Linked DNA regions of Danio rerio: region 2 is linked to region 1. Evidence: chromatin contacts called from public HiChIP or PLAC-seq data. All regions are on one chromosome and are shown on one strand. Each heading gives the region's core, a stretch centred on a gene start, on an enhancer-like site or on the middle of the called end of the contact. The rest is flanking DNA. Distances are from core to core; before and after follow the strand shown.

Region 1 (4,885 bases), core at 1,631-4,130:
ATTCAGCTTTATTTGTATAGTGCTTTTACAATGTGGATTGTGTCAAAGCAGCTTCACGTAAATGGTCATAGTAACTGGATCAGGGTAGTTCAGTTTTTAGTGTTTAAGTTCAGTTTAGCTCAGTTAAGTGTGGTTTGAAGTCATTATTGAGAGTCCAAACACTGAAGAGCAAATTCATCGATGAGTAGCTTTTCAGATCCTGAACCAAATAAAAAAGAGCATTTTGCATGGTTGAATTGTTTCTGAAACATTTTCTAAAAGTGACATTTAAAATGAAAATGCCGTTCATTTTTTTTTGTGTAATATGTTTACAATTAACATTAACAAGGTCATTGTTAGATATATTGTATGGAAAGTTTGGGACCTTAGCAGGGGAAGAGCTGGGACAAAGTAACATGGGATGAAAGCAACAAAGTGATTTTCTCGAACTCTGACAACATTTTATTCCCAGGCTATAACAGCACATTCAGCATGCAACCCTCGATGGAGCTGCCAAATATCATGTGATTTCTTGTGTCCCACAGTTATCTCCAAATTTCAGTTTTTAAGTGCAATAAGTAAATTATTGAAGTGGTTCTTTTTTCCTTATTACATATTGTGTTTCTCATGTGTCACACTAATGATCAATCTACAAGTTATTTAATGCAATAGCACACCCTTGAGTTTGAAATGTCTGAGTTTTAAATTGCAAGAGTTCCTGTGGGCACAAAAGTAACACGTATTTTTGTCCTGCTGCTAATAGACATGCCTTATTTTTCACTTCCACATTAGTTTTCAGTTTTTTTATTCATATGTTTTATAAGATTATTGCATGTAGCCAATAATAATAAAAAAGAGCATTTTGCATTGTTGAATTGCTTCTGAAACATTTTCTAAAAGTGACATTTAAAATGAAAATGCCGTTTATTTTTTTTGTGTAATATGTTTGCAATTAACATTAACAACGTTATCGTCAGATTTATTTCAAATAAACAAGATTGAGCCAGTAAATCTAGCAAATATTGTTGTTTTACTTTTGACCCACCCGTGTGTTACTTTCGTCCCAGTCTATGGGCTCAAAAGTAACAATGTGTTAAACAAAGTAACTTTTGTTCAAAGCAGGGGTTTCTAAACTTTTTCTTACGAAATCCTAAAAACCAAACTTGATTGAGGCTAGTGGGCCAAAGGTGAATATAGTTGCAATGGGTAATTTCCTAGTTTATTTAATAATATTTTTAAAAAGATTAGAAAACATTGCTTTATATAAACTAATACAGTATTTTTTTTTTTCATTATTAAGGAACTTATTATGGTTTCACCCTGCCCCCCCGCCACCCACCCACCCCCCCATGCGGTACAGGTGAATTGCGTAGACTAAAGTGTCTATAGTGTATGAGTGTGAATGGGTGTGTGGATGTTTCCCAGAGATGGGTTGTGGCTGGAAGGGCATTCACTGAGTAAAAAATGAGCTTGATAAGTTGGTGGTTCATTCCGCTGTGGCGACCCCGAATTAATAAAGGGACTAAGTCGAAAAGAAAATGAATGAATGAATGAATGAACTTATTACAGTAAAAACAAAACTATCAAATTTATAACAGACTTACACTGGTTTTTGCCTTGATTTGTTCCCTGATGTCTTCTGCATAGACCTTTATTCGACTAACAGTATTTACATAAAAAAATTTTAAAAATCTGATTCATTTACAAAATTTAATTGAAACATTTAATTTCAGTTAGCTTTTTTTATCTCAGCAATAAAACAAAAAAGGTTAAGTCAAATTAGAAACTACAATCTCTGTTAAAGGCATTAGCCCCAATCCTCTCCATCATAATCACTCTCCTCCCAGACGGGATGCTGGGCCCAATCAAAGGTTACAGTGGGACAATTTAGGCCCGCGGGCCTTACTTTGGGCATCTCTATTATATATTGATACAAAATAACACCAGATTTTGAAACACTATTGTGAGTTAGTAACCACAGCAAAATAGTTTTGCTAAAAACATTATAAAATGTTATAAAATTCTTTTAAAATTTAGGTTTTTATGAAAAATGTTTCTTTTGTCCCCGCTTTCACCAACTGTATAACTGAATAAATAAATTAACTTGAAGTAGTTTCAGAGGATGGGTGAGATTATTATTATTATTATTCATTCATTAACTCATTTTTTTCGATTTATTCCCTTTATTAATCTGGGGTTGCTATAGCTGAGTAATTCACTAACGTATCCAGCATGTTTTTCCCGCAGTGGATGCCCTTCTAGCTGCAACCCATCAGCGCATGTATTTCGATTTGTGGGTGAAACCGGAGCACCCTAAGGAAACCCACACAAGCACAGGGTGAACATGCAAACTACATACAGAAATGTCAACTGACCCAGCTGATGCTTAAACCAACGACCTTCTTGCTGTGAGGTGATTGTGCTACCCACTGCACCACCATGACGCCCCTATTCTTATTATTATTTCAGTAAAATAGAAAGAAATTAGTAAATTCATCAGTAAATTAGAATTGTTCTAAGCAAACTCATGCTTTGTCATTTATGTTATGTTTGTTGTCATATAGGCTATGTTGAACTCCTGTGCTTTGTTTTTTATCGTTTAAATTCAGCTCAGTGGCAAAAATATATATATATATTAATTAATACTGCTGAGTAATTTTTTTCTATAACTACTAGTAGAATATTTTACACCTTTAAACAAAAACCTGTTTATGCAATGTTTCGTTCGGAGTCAAAACGTTCACTTCAGACAATGAATCGGATAATTCGACTCTGTAATCAAGTGAAATGCAATTCCTTTTGCGAATCGATTCTTTAAAAGAACCGCTTTTAATGAACGAGTCTTTCGCGTGTGTTCGCCACTCTCGCGATATAAACTTTTCCCGGTTACCTGAGGAGACGAGAGTTTGGTTCAAAGTGTACCCCTATTGGAATGAACAAAAACAAACAAAAATCTTCTTTATAACTGCAGGTAGAGTAATGCAAACCAGTTACCGTTTACTTTGTCGTGTTTACCGGCTGACTGTACGTTTCTTTATCTATGTTACGAAATGCTGGCGGTGTTTATGTAATAGTTTGTCCGTTAGCAGTGAGAGTATATGCTCCGTGTTAGTCTGCTAGCAACAGCAACAAACCAGTTTATTTCTCTCGTGTTTCAGCTAACTTGGGGTTCTGCCTAAACGCTTAACGTGTGTGAAATTGTGAGTTAAATAAGGTGAACTTGAATTGGGATAATTTGGTGTGTTCTCCACTTTCGCCATCCGCGGTGGGATGTTTATAAACCGTAACGTTAGTTTACAATAGCATAGTTGGTTCAGATACTAGTACTTTAAGTGACTTATAATAGAATTCAATAAAAGCACATCTTGCTTTCACGGAGTTTAAAGGTTGTTGTTTGTGACATTTGAAGCCAACGGCAAGTTAAACACTTTAAGTTACTGGTATAAAGTTGGTTTCAGATTCTCACATTCGTTCAGTCATTATTTGTGAGACGACATATCTTGTTTTCCATACTTTGAATATTCAGTCTTAAATCGCATGCAAGTATGACTTGAAAACAACATTAGCACTGTCTGACTGTGAGCAATGATGTACTTTTTTATTATTGCAATAGCAGGCAACTACAACAGGTAGAAATGCAAACAGTTAGATGTATAACAAACAATACAAACTGCAACAGGAGAAATGCGACACTTTTAAAGAAATATAATAAAGGTAAAGCAAAAGAAAGACAATGAGGAAGAAAAAGAAACAAAAACTAAATAAATAAATGAGGGCACATGAAAAAAATAATACAAATTAATGTAGTATATTAAATAAAACACATGTTTTATAAGTTTTAATTGTTTTCTTGTTATGAGACTGCGATATCAATGTTGTTCTTTAATTGTCATTGGCTGCTTATATGCAAATAATACTTTTCTGAGATTATATCATTAAGAAGAAAGTCTGAATGTGCAAATATAAAGCCAATTTTACCCTAGTTAAAACCCTTTAAGTAACGTTACTATCATTAAACATGATCGTAACGTTTTGGCAGGGAATTAATTAACATTGCATTGCTATTTTGTTAGGACACAGTGATATATGTTGCTTAGTTGTGTGAGATCATAATCAAACAGCTGTCTATATTTTTACCCATTTTACACACATGGAAAATAAATTGTATAAAGATTTTTTTATTGTTGTTGTACTGTATATTCATTTGTTAAATGTATTCAGTTTCATTCATTCATTTTCTTTTTGGCTTAGCCCCTTTATTAATCAGGGCTCACCACAGTGGAATGAACCACCAATTTATCCAGCATATGTTTTACGCAGCGGATGCCTGTCTAGCTGCAACTTATGACTGAGAATCACACACATGCACTACGGACAATTTTAGCTTACCCAATTCACCATTTAGTGTCTTTGGACTTGTGGGGAAAACCAGAGCACCCGGAGGAAACACACACCAACACAGGGAGAACATGCAAACTCCACATTGAAATGCCAACTGACCCAGCCGGGGCTCAAACCAGCGACCTTCGTGCTGTGAGGCGTTTGTGCTATTCACTGCGCCACTGTGACACCCAAATGTATTCAGTTTGTTTAAATTGTTTTCCTTAACATTTTTTGTTTACATTTTATTTTTGCCCGTCAAACACATACCATTTTCTTTAGATTTGGTTGCATTGAGTATTTGTTCAGTTTGTTACAAATATAAACTACTACACAAATTGATATGCATGAACAAAGCATTTGTCGTTTACATGTTTTTTATGCACTTTAAATAGGTTGTGAATTTTGCAACATGGTTTACTAGGGTAAAATTGGTTTTATATTCGCACATTGAAACTTCCTACTGAATGATATGATCTCAGAAACGTCTTCTTTTCTATTCTCAATAGGGAAATCATATTAGCAG
Region 2 (4,885 bases), core at 926-3,425, 130 kb before region 1:
TAATTTGCATTCATGCATTTGTTTAAACATTTATCTGCACGCTGTCTTCTGTTTTCATATAATTAATATTTTACTTATTTAATAAGTAAAATGTCATATTTAGTATTAGTATTTTTGTTGATCTGGCCTATTCATAAAGTGTTTTAAGAATGAACAATTTGTATATTCCAAATCAGGAATAATTTTAATATTTAATATTGATGTGTAATAATAACAATAACAGCAATAATAATGTAACGCATGGAAGAATGGGAGCTTACCTGCACGCGGGCCTCAGACAGCCCCAGTCTCTGACTCAACTCCTCCCGCATGAAGGCGTCTGGGTAATGCGTCTCATCAAACAAGCGCTCCAGTTCATTCAGCTGCTCTAAGGTAAAATTTGTCCTGCTCCGTCTCTGCTTCAGTTTACTCTGTGCGTCCTCGTCCTCTGATTTCACATCCTCCTTCTTGTCTTTGCAGTCATAAATTCCTGTGAAAATACAACATAAACACATCAACAAAGTGTTTCATTTAAAGCGTTCATTTATTAGGGTGCACGAGTTTTTCAAAAGCATCCAGATGACGGATCAGACGTGCACTTTAAACACATTCGGTAACTAAATAAATCTAATTAATAGCTGCGAGATGTCAACATAGAACACTACTAAAAACTTGATATTCAATAAAATTGAAAATATGACATTAACTATAAGAACGAGCTGCTTTGAACCAATAGGCTACATTGTGAAAAACGCTTTAGCAATAAAACTAACTTATAAGAAATAAGAAACGATTAACCTTTTTAAATGCAAATTATATTTTGTGGATCTAATCACATTTATTTTGCACATAGTTTTGAATAATGGGTAATTCTAGAATTAAATTATAAATGTTAGAAGATATTTGTAGTCTAATTTACAAGGAGTTTTATATCAAAGAAATCAAACCTTAATTTTCAGTGAATATTAGCATAAACTCGCATTTCTTTGGAAACTAAATTAAACTTTCAAACTACCTTCAATATTTTTTTCATTCATTTTGAGAATGTTTTTTGTTGTTTTGTGTGCAATGAATATGTTTGGGATTTAGATTTGCTTGTTATTAATATTATGATAATTATTATTATTGTATTATAATTTTAATATTTGGCTATTATTAATATTAATATTGGAAAGGTTGTATTTCAAAAAAGAACTGTCATGGGCCTGCCATCACTGTGGTTAAACGTCTTTCATCCGTTTCTGAAGTAAACCCGTTTAATATTAAATCTCTCTTTGAAACTGTGATCACACAGTAAGGCTCTGTGTTAACTGACAGCCATTTTACTCCATATTTACACTGTTTGCACAAAAACAAAATAATTATATTTAGTGATTCCCTGGCAATTTAAAGACCGCCAAGTAGCCTAATAAATACATTGATAGATCGTGTTTTCAATTTTGACAAGACAGAGGCCTGTTGTTTATATTTTAACAAGTAAAATGTAATTACAAACTATTAAACTTTTAGTGTGATGTCCTTTCTTAAGATTGCATTATGTGTATTTCTTGTCTTTTACAAATAAAAACAATTCAGTACGCGGTGCACACATCATGGAACAAGTGCTCATTGCATCAGCTGAATGCAGCTTGGATGTCTGCACTCGCATGCTAGTTAGCCTCTATAGACGAACGAAAACCTCTTAATGGTCTTGAAAATGATCTTAATATGCAGTCGTTTAGATTTAGTCGATTTTTCAACACCGTCAAACGCATTCGCGGGAAGATCTAATTGCAAACTCGTCTCCGGCGCGGCGCAACACATTATCACAGCGTGCAGAAGAAACTCACCGTCAGAAGCCCTTGTCACGCTAAACTCCTTTAATTTCTCCTTTTCCAGCTCTACGTGCTCCTTGTAAAGATGTACCGGACAATGGTTGTTGTTTGTTTCAGTAATCTCCTGAAGGTTGGTCTCCGAGTTTCCCAGCTCTCTGGCTCGGGCTAAACCACTCTCCAAAACTTCCCTGTACGTGATGCTCTCTTTGCTGCTCTCCTTGGTTTTCTGATCGAAGGATTTCGACACGAACGCCGTGAGTTCTTCCATGGCTGATTACAGAAATCCACTTTAAAAATGAATCTAACGCGAATCTTTTATCTGCTCAACTGTGGATTCGGCGAAATGTTTGCGTGGAGAAGGGTTTAGATCACTCCTGCTGTTATGTCTGTGTTTTTCAGATCACACTATTTATACACGGCCACCTCAGCCCGGCCCCCATCGCCATCATGTCTGGAGTCATTACAAGCGCTTCTGAATTCAACTTTCAGCGGCTTTTCCTCAAATCAATGCCGCACTGGATGGAGTCCCCTTAATTTAATTATAATTAATTAGGATTCCTACAGTGCCGTGTGGTCAATTGGAAATGGGAACCGTGTTTAATTAATTCTGTGATAATTTCACTGACGCAATTAGAGGATATGAATATTGCAGGATGGCATTATCAGTTCATTTTCCTATATTGACGTTAACATCGGACGAAGGCTTTCGAGAATTTGCCGATGGAGGTTAGAGCGACTAATCAAGAGAAAATCGACAGTGGTTACTTGCACGGGATCGTCAATAAGTGGACAACTTTACGATATTTTCATAGCCAGTCATTATTTTGGAGTGTTTTATTGTGCTAGTTTGCCGGTAGCTGGGCTAAATCGAGAAAATAAATGAAATATATTTTATTAAATGTAGAATATATTATTAAACATGTTTTATTAATATTTTCATATCATATTTTGATTGCTCTATTAGGCATATGTATAGCGTATTATTAATTATCATCTCAAGAAGATGATGTTGTAAACTGACCGTTTTAGTTTATGTAGTTGTATTTGCGTCTCACATGAACATTTAAGTTATAGGCAACAATTTTAATACGCAGTTGTCCAAATATAACTAGCATATCTACATATATATTGATTTATTTCATTGAAAATAAAATGTTTTAAAAAGCTTCTGTTGTGATTGAAGCATAAATAGATCAGGCGCCTTTGAAACAATTGTTTCAGTGTAATTGTGTATCCTCAAAATTGTTGACTCAAGTCACTACAGTAGGCTACCACTGATTAAAAAAATATAGCCTAATTTACAAAATATATGGAGTGCTTTATATGTTTCTATTTTTATTTCTAAATCATTGTTTCAGAATATTTATTAATTCATTTTTATATGCAATTTAAAAAAAAAATTAAAATCTTTAACATCGATCAAACCACCAGTGTCATAATCATGAGCGTTTATTTCTAGTGTAGTTATTTTAAAAATGCATAAGACACTCGGATATGGTGCTATGATATTATCGCATGCAAGGATCAGTGCAGGGCGAGAATAAAAAGGGCAGAATCAAAAGGATGTTATGATCCCCTGTGAATATTGAGCACCGTGGTGTGAAATCGCTCATGTAAACCTCACAGATGACGTGTTTGATAGCGCTTTATTTATTAAATCCATCCTCATTTAAAAACTGCTGTCACGCGTTTGACTATTTCTTCAACACAGACGTAGGACCATGTGGGTTACGTTGACTAATTGTAGTTTCTATTTAAAGAAAACACTGTTTTTTCTAAACGTGTTTTTTAATTTGAGATTATTATTGTTACTGTATTTATTATTATTATTATTATTATTATTATTATTATTATTATTATTATTATATGAACATAATTTCTATCCTCATCTAGTCACTTTCATTTTTGAAAAAGAACCCTGGCTATATTTACGCAGTAGTGCTGGATGGAAACTCGTTTAAAGGGTCACGTCAAGGGAAGGATAAAGTGTGTCAGGTGCACCTTTGATACCGGGAGATTCCAAGAGTAAGCTGAAACACCGCTGCTTATGAAGTTGGATTACTCTTTTCTCAGTTGTTTTTATTATAGCTTAGAGCACATGGGTAGGCCTTAATATTTTTAGCGTTTCTGCTGTGATACCTTCTAGCAGACCTTTTTGAAAGAAAAAAAAATAGACTGCTTGCTTTTACGGTTTGCAGAACTTCAAAGTGGCTGGTGCAGATGTTTTAAAATGAGTCTGTAGATGGTACAGCCAACAACATGCTCCATGGGATCGATGCATAAAGGCTATACACACGCAGTTAAATGGACAATCGTTAGGATGTTCTGCCTCGGTAGTGTCGCTGAAGTTTAGTAGCAGATAATTCTTAAGGGCTCAGGGATTATATTTTCTCTCTCTCTCTCTCCCTCTCTCTCTCTCTCTCTCTCTCTCTCTCTCTCTCTCTCTCTCTCTCTCCCTCCCTGATTTTGGCAATTCAGTCGGAAAACGCAGGCTATATGGTGCCGCTTGTGTTTGGATGAACTTTATTGGCCACGTAGAAAAACATTTATACGCTTTTTTTTTAAAAACAAAATATAAACATTTTATATAGTGCAATAATACAACTACCCCATAACAATAGCAGAATGAACGACATGAATAAATAAATAGTTTCTAAAAGAGCAAACGAATAAATTTACTCTGTCTTATTACATCCGTATATAGCCGACATTTGAATCAATTAAAAAAATTATAACCTACCATTTGGCTAAGTATACTTGTAGCTACATAATTCATTATAATTTTATATATTCTTTACATATATTTTTGCACATATTTTCGGATGTGACTTTAAGGGGTGAGCAGACACAATTAAATCACAATTAGGCTCTAAAAGGTTTGACTGGAAGTGACCGAATTAAGGTCGGACAGGTTGATGGATTGCGGTCTGTATCTGGGTTGTAAAGAAATAAATAAATCGTCAAGTGAAATGTCGATAACAATTTTACATCTGTAGCCACGGGCAATGCGCATGAAAATTTATGAAATCATTGTCTTAGCCGAAAAACAAACGCGTATATAACACATCTTTGTAAATGAGCACAAAATATCT

What was found. HiChIP or PLAC-seq counts read pairs in DNA pulled down with a chosen protein or histone mark.
Region 2: a contact with region 1 is called in an H3K4me3 HiChIP or PLAC-seq map of embryo, with 3 times the contacts expected there. The contact joins the promoter of shox here to the promoter of ppp2r3b in region 1. A contact is called at or near these places in 1 of 18 Hi-C or Micro-C datasets (an unstated tissue) and 1 of 4 datasets of contacts at active chromatin or transcription factors (embryo).

Annotation. Positions count from the first base shown.
Region 1 is chr9:36,199,779-36,204,663 of GRCz12tu, reverse strand. It overlaps ppp2r3b (protein phosphatase 2, regulatory subunit B'', beta), which reads left to right and starts at 2,880. Exons shown (of 14, transcript XM_689298.10): 1 at 2,880-2,950.
Region 2 is chr9:36,330,502-36,335,386 of GRCz12tu, reverse strand. It overlaps shox (shox homeobox), which reads right to left and starts at 2,175. Exons shown (of 5, transcript NM_001126411.1): 1 at 1,809-2,175; 2 at 261-469. The coding sequence starts at 2,061.